Regions from separate parts of the Zea mays genome. Here region 1 is linked to region 2. The links are chromatin contacts, called in public Hi-C maps. All regions are on one chromosome and are shown on one strand. The core of a region is the stretch at or near the end of the contact, and the rest is flanking DNA. Distances in the headings are between cores, read along the strand shown.

Region 1 (2,984 bases), core at 48-2,547, 480 kb before region 2:
GATTCGTTCCTTGAACAACATAAATCTCAGATATCTCATGGAAAGACACTTATATTTGGTTGAGTTTAAAAGCTCATATTTCGTTTGCGAAAAAACAGACCGTTGGGTGCGTTGTGCAAAACAATTCCAACCGATGTCAATGTGTCGCACAAACCCCCTCTTGCAAACAAATAACAAGGCAGCTTTATCCGGTGATCATGGTGCCGGTGCCCTCGTCCGTGAGGATCTCGAGCAGCAGCGAGTGCGGGACGCGGCCGTCGATGATGCTGGCGGTGCGCACCCCCTGGGCGATGGCACGGATGCAGCACTCCACCTTGGGAATCATCCCGCCGCCGACCTTCTCCTCGGCCACCATCCGTCTCACCCCGGCGACGTCCACCTCCCTCACCAGGCTCCCTGGATCATCGCGGTCCGCCAGTATGCCGGACACGTCCGTGAGGAGCAGAAGCTTCTCGGCTCCCACCGCTGCCGCGATCTCCCCGGCGGCGGTGTCGGCGTTGATGTTGTAAGCCTGCCCGGCCTCGTCGGCCGCTACGGTGGCGATGACCGGGATGTGCCCGGACGCGATGATGGGGTGGAGTACGGCGGGGTCCACGCGCGTCACTTCGCCGACGAAGCCGAGGGAGGCGGCGTCAGGGGAGGGCCGCGCGGTGAGGAGGCGCGCGTCCTTGCCGCACAGCCCGACGGCGGTGGCACCCGCGAGGCTGATGAGGGACACGAGCTGCTTGTTGACCTTGCCCACAAGCACCATCTCCACGACCTCCATGGTGACCGCGTCGGTGACGCGGAGCCCGTTGCGGAACTGAGGCTCCACGCCGACGCGCGCCAGCCAGGAGTTGATCTCGGGCCCGCCGCCGTGGACGAGAATGGGGCGGAGGCCGACGCAAGACAGCAGGACCAGGTCGCGGATCACCGACGCCTGCAGCTCCGGCGACTTCATCGCCGCGCCACCGTACTTGACCACCACCGTCTTGCCCTTGAACCTCTGGATGAACGGGAGCGCCTCCGACAGCACGTCCACGCGGCTCAGTGCCGCCGCAGCGCCCGCTGCAGGTGACGCCGGTGTGGGCTGCGCCGCCGCCACCGAGGCGGCGGAGACCCGGAGACCGCCGCTGCGGTGGGACGCCGACGGGGTCAGGGCCACAACGCGGTTTGCGTTCAGGCTATGCTTCGGGGTCAGCGTGGAGGCGGCGGCGAGGGAGGGGTGGAGCTTCGTGAGCGGCATGGTTTGGAACGGGGGGTCGTTATGTTCGATGAAATGCCTCGCCTTGGGCGTATGCGGAAACGAGCTTGTTGCTCGGCACTGGAAGTGTGCCGCTGCGGCACAACGGAAGTGTGTAATTGTAGATAGGGATGCCTGCGGAGTAGGTGGCGACTGGCGAGTGTGACACCGGAGCTGGTCAGGTGGAGCAGCCGGCGGGCACGTGTTTTCGTTTGGGGATCGACTTGCTTGCAAATTTATGTATGTTGTTTAAGGGTTGTTTAGTTTGCTGTACAAGACATCACAATCTGTCTAACTGTCACATCCGATTTTAGAAGTCAAAATGAATACAAATATACGTGTCAGGATCATAATTCACGTACACAGCGATTACCTAAATAAATATCATTGCACATCACTGGACGACTATCCACAAACTTCTTATGTCCTTGTTGTGGAGAAGCATACTATGTCTGGAACAGATGAACTTTCACAACAGACATAATTGCATTATCATGACCGGATCGGGTATGCCTGGACTCTCAACCAAACATTTCTTGAAGCTTCTTAAGACCATTACCAAACTCCTGGTATATGGATTCTTGACCCGAATCCATCAGGTGTAGAGATCCTTGCTGTTTATGCACGGGGCTCGATGGAATCCGCTTATGTTATGATAATATCAATCTTGTTGTACCCACTCTCCGCTGGGTTGGTGTTTTCACAAGTGACATCGAACATCTTGAGTTCAAGTCAAAGGTGAGCTACCAAGACTTTAAGGAGGAAGATAATGTCAAATTCAACGGTCTGTTGAATCTTGAGACTATGAAGCTGTCAGAGGGCTGGTTGAAAGAAATACGTCACATGCAAGCGTACGACAAGAAGTTGTCCTTCGAAGAGTTAAAGCAACCGGGTTGTTCTTATTTTGCTGATGAGATGCTTCCCAAGCTGATCAAGCGTGCCAGTTCTTGAACTCCTGGAGTTCAGAAACAATGGATTTTTTTGTGATTTATGTGATACAAATATTATTTATTGGCAGTTACAGGTTGTAAGCATGTTTGTCTACTTTGTTTCATATATATGCTTAGAGCAACTCCAAAAACCTAGCTAAATTGATTAGTATATGCAAAAATAGAAAAAATAGGATTAAAATCCGATCTAACGGGCTCTCTTTCTTGCTCGCTACTGTATCCTGCTCGCCATCCTATCGAGATCGTTAGGTATTTTTGCCGAGTCTGTCCGCCTCACCATTCCCTCCTACCGTCACCCCTCTCGAGCCCTTGACGGTTGACGCCTACAGCACCGCTCCATCGCCTTGTCGTTCTCGTCGTCCTCTCGCCGCTCCCAAGCCTCGCCGTCCTCGCGTGCATTGGTAGATATGGCATGCCCAAGCTAGGAGGGGATTAACCGCAATATAAGGGAAGATCATATCAATTATTTTTCTTGGCCAATGTCGACAATGCAAGCGTATCAGCAAAAGTGTAAATGCTCGCTCCTCCTGTTTGTTTGTTTTACTAGCATTCTAATTTCCAGCTCATATGCTAGCACTTTCTAAAAGTTGATCGATATCACGGCTCATGGACAAAAAAAATTCTCATGTCAGCAGTAAAAAGAGAGACGTGTGAATTGTAGATTTATATTTTAATATAAACACATGTATCTTATTCACGTCAATTGAGAGGTGTTTTGAATATTTATGAACAATATTTAAAGAGTCTGTTGGTTTACCTCACCGTTTAAGAAGTTATTTATTTTTAGAGTCCTCATAAAACTCTAAATTTAG
Region 2 (2,977 bases), core at 377-2,876:
GGGTACAAGTAACAATTAGCTGTGGTTTTAGCTGAATTGTTTGGAACACCCTACAACTAATTTTAGTTGCTAACAAATCTTTAGAGGTTAGAAACAAGCCCTTCCGCTAACTAATAAACTCATGTGAATGTTATAGGAAAGGATTCAAGGTACATCAACATACTCATTATTTACCAATGTTTCACATATATGCACGCATACTCATGACTAGTATATATGATTCCTGCGACAGACTAAGACGATAAATCTTGAGATTGATAAGTTGTTATATGATTAGTTTCACATCAACTATTGCTAAACACAATCAGTTAAAAATATGAGAACTAGAAAAGTCAAGGTTGATATGTGCCCTTGACTAAAGAATAATGAGCCATTATCAAGATAGTTTGAGTCTTTCTTGGTGCTCTTAACTCATATATACTTGATTATACTAGTGGCTAACCAGCATTGTAGTGTAATGTTGTGTGGGAAAACATATATTTGATATGTTTGGTTTGGCTTTTTCTGACGAACTTCTTTGAGAATCTGGTTGTACGAAGAATCTGAATATCGTGGGAATTACGTGCGGAGAAAAATGAAGTAGTTCATGAGGTTTGGATCTAGAAAGCGACAGATTCCTACTGTCACCACGACTCAGCCGATACGTATTCATGTTGGTTTCGGACGATTTTCACCAAAGAGGTTCTAAGCGGGGTGAAAAGTAGGCATTTAGCATCCGCAGTAGCTTCTAGCGACCAGAATCATCAAAAAGGCTGAAACAAATAGGCTCTGGCCCCATTTTGTTTCGCTGGAATTGAATTCCGTTTTAATAATTATAATTTAGACAAAACTAATTAAGTTCATATATATATGTAATATATTTGTATATTATTCTAAATCATATGAGAGAGATAATTATATACTACATTTATGTTATAGAAAAGCAAGTAGAATAATGTGGTATAAGTTGTACATCGGAAACATAACATGTAAATCTATAAAATTAATTTCCAATCTCTTACCCCGTGAATTTGAGATAGGCTTATATGATAACTTTGAAAAGTGATGAAATGTCACATTCTAAAAAATTAGCCTATTCGATTAGTAAGATTCCAATTTCTCAAAATAAAAGTAAACAAACAGAGCCTCATTGTTTTATATATGTTGTCTCTACGAAGTGTAGATGATGGATGCGACTCTTAGTCTACCCTAAGGGCATGTACAACCTAGACACTGCTGCACGGTACTCCAAGTACAAGATATAACTAAAACACAACATAATACAGTGGTCATGTCTAAAACATGTGTCTTACGATATTCATTGTACCAATCAGAGCATTCAATAAATTAAAGTGACCAATCAGCTAGTCTCCTGTCTCGAACATAGAGCTAAGACACCGTGTCTTCGTCAAGATACGTGTCTTGAGTTTTTTTACATTCACCCCCCTAGACACACTCTAAGACACAACTTAAGACACCCATTGTACATGCCCTAACCGAACAAGCCGCTCGCGGCGAGCGGACCGAGGACGACGACGCTGGGAGTACTAGAGGCGGTGCTGCAGCGGAACTGCGGAAGAGCGCCTAGGCGTGTGTTTGTGTACGTTGTTGACTTGGGGAGGGTCTCGGAGGACGGAACGAAGCCAGGAAGGGACTAGTCGTAGTGCGTGGGCTGGATTGCAGGATTGGTGGGTGACACAGTCCTTCGGATCAGTTGCGTCATCCCGATAATTTTAGTCCGGCCCATGTAAACAAACATACAAAGTACGAGTTTGAGTTGCAGCATGGTTCATGGGCTGAGTTGCAGCATGGTTCATGGGCTAAAAGTGGGTGATCCTATGGCAAATTTTATTCTACTCCTAGGAGTATCCCATCTTTAATAAATAATATTATGTATGTATATAGTCATTTATCAGTTTAAATATATTTATGTAGTTATTTTAAAATATTGTAAATCTTGTTACGTAAATTATACTATTATTATAGTAATAAATAAAATAAGTATAAGTATATACTCTATAAATATTGGTATATTCGACATAAATACTACATTAGATTATCTAGTATCATTATGTACTTCATCTACACTTCGTCAAGCTATATATCTATACTATTCTATTAAGAAAGCTTTACCCTCCTCACGCCCAGCGCCCGCAAAAAATAGTGCAGAACGAGCACTCGAACCCTTTGGTATATTCGACATAAATACTGCATTAGATTATCTAGTATCATTATGTACTTCATCTACACTTCGTCAAGCTATATATCTATACTATTCTATTAAGAAAGCTTCACCCTCCTCACGCCCGGCGCCCGCAAAAAAAAGTGCAGAACAAGCACTTGAACCCACACTCCTCTGCTCTAGAAATTTGGGGCTAACCAACAGACCACATGTACCTTAGTGTTTAGAAATAATCTATATGATTCTATTAAGAACCTAACCGCAAAAAATAGTGTAGAACGAGCACTCAAACCCACCCCTCTCTACTCCAGAAATTTGGGGCTAACCACCAGACCACATGTACCTTAGTGTTTACAAATAAACAAAAAATATATTTATAGACTAGGAGCCCCACGCTCCCCCGCCCCGTGGCAACGCACGGGCACATACCTAATATACACTTAAATCTAGGAATTATATATTTGGAGACCTAGGCTTCCAAAATAAGCAAGGAAGCCCAAATCTAACGTTGTATCCAGTTTAGTCGCATCAGGTCTCGGGCGTCTATAAAAGAAGCCCCAGAGCCCTAGGGTTCCATTTTTTAGCGGCGTCGGCAGTGACGCCCCCATCACAATGCATGAGCGATGGCGCCCCCACACCACCGATACACGCACGACAGCGGTTCCTAAGGGAGCACGACAGCGACGGCCATTCGAGGCCGGAGCTGCGACGGCGGCCTCTCTTAGGCACAAGCGACAACAACTGCATCCCATAGGTGCGAAGAGCAATGACGGTTCCTAGATGTGCGTGCGACGATGACGGCTCCCCATGGCCGCA

The links. Hi-C and Micro-C count contacts between places; a contact is called where the count stands out from the background.
Region 1: a contact with region 2 is called in a Hi-C map of tassel, with 2.0 times the contacts expected there. The contact joins the promoter of LOC100273023 here to the enhancer-like site in region 2. A contact is called at or near these places in 2 of 25 Hi-C or Micro-C datasets (ear and tassel).

What each region holds. Positions count from the first base shown.
Region 1 is chr4:157,751,265-157,754,248 of Zm-B73-REFERENCE-NAM-5.0, reverse strand. It overlaps LOC100273023 (Acetylglutamate kinase chloroplastic), which reads right to left and starts at 1,297. Exons shown (of 1, transcript NM_001147473.1): 1 at 1-1,297. The coding sequence starts at 1,225. The coding sequence ends at 185. It overlaps LOC103653870, which reads left to right. Exons shown (of 5, transcript XM_008680681.4): 5 at 1-2.
Region 2 is chr4:157,267,665-157,270,641 of Zm-B73-REFERENCE-NAM-5.0, reverse strand. No RefSeq gene overlaps it. Among protein-coding and RNA genes, the nearest start is that of LOC118476960, 13 kb to the right of the region's middle. Within about 2 kb of position 1,626, at least 16 of the 20 cell types and tissues checked have an H3K27ac peak or open chromatin away from gene starts, as enhancers often do. A contact at or near this core is called in ear and tassel, where this site is marked.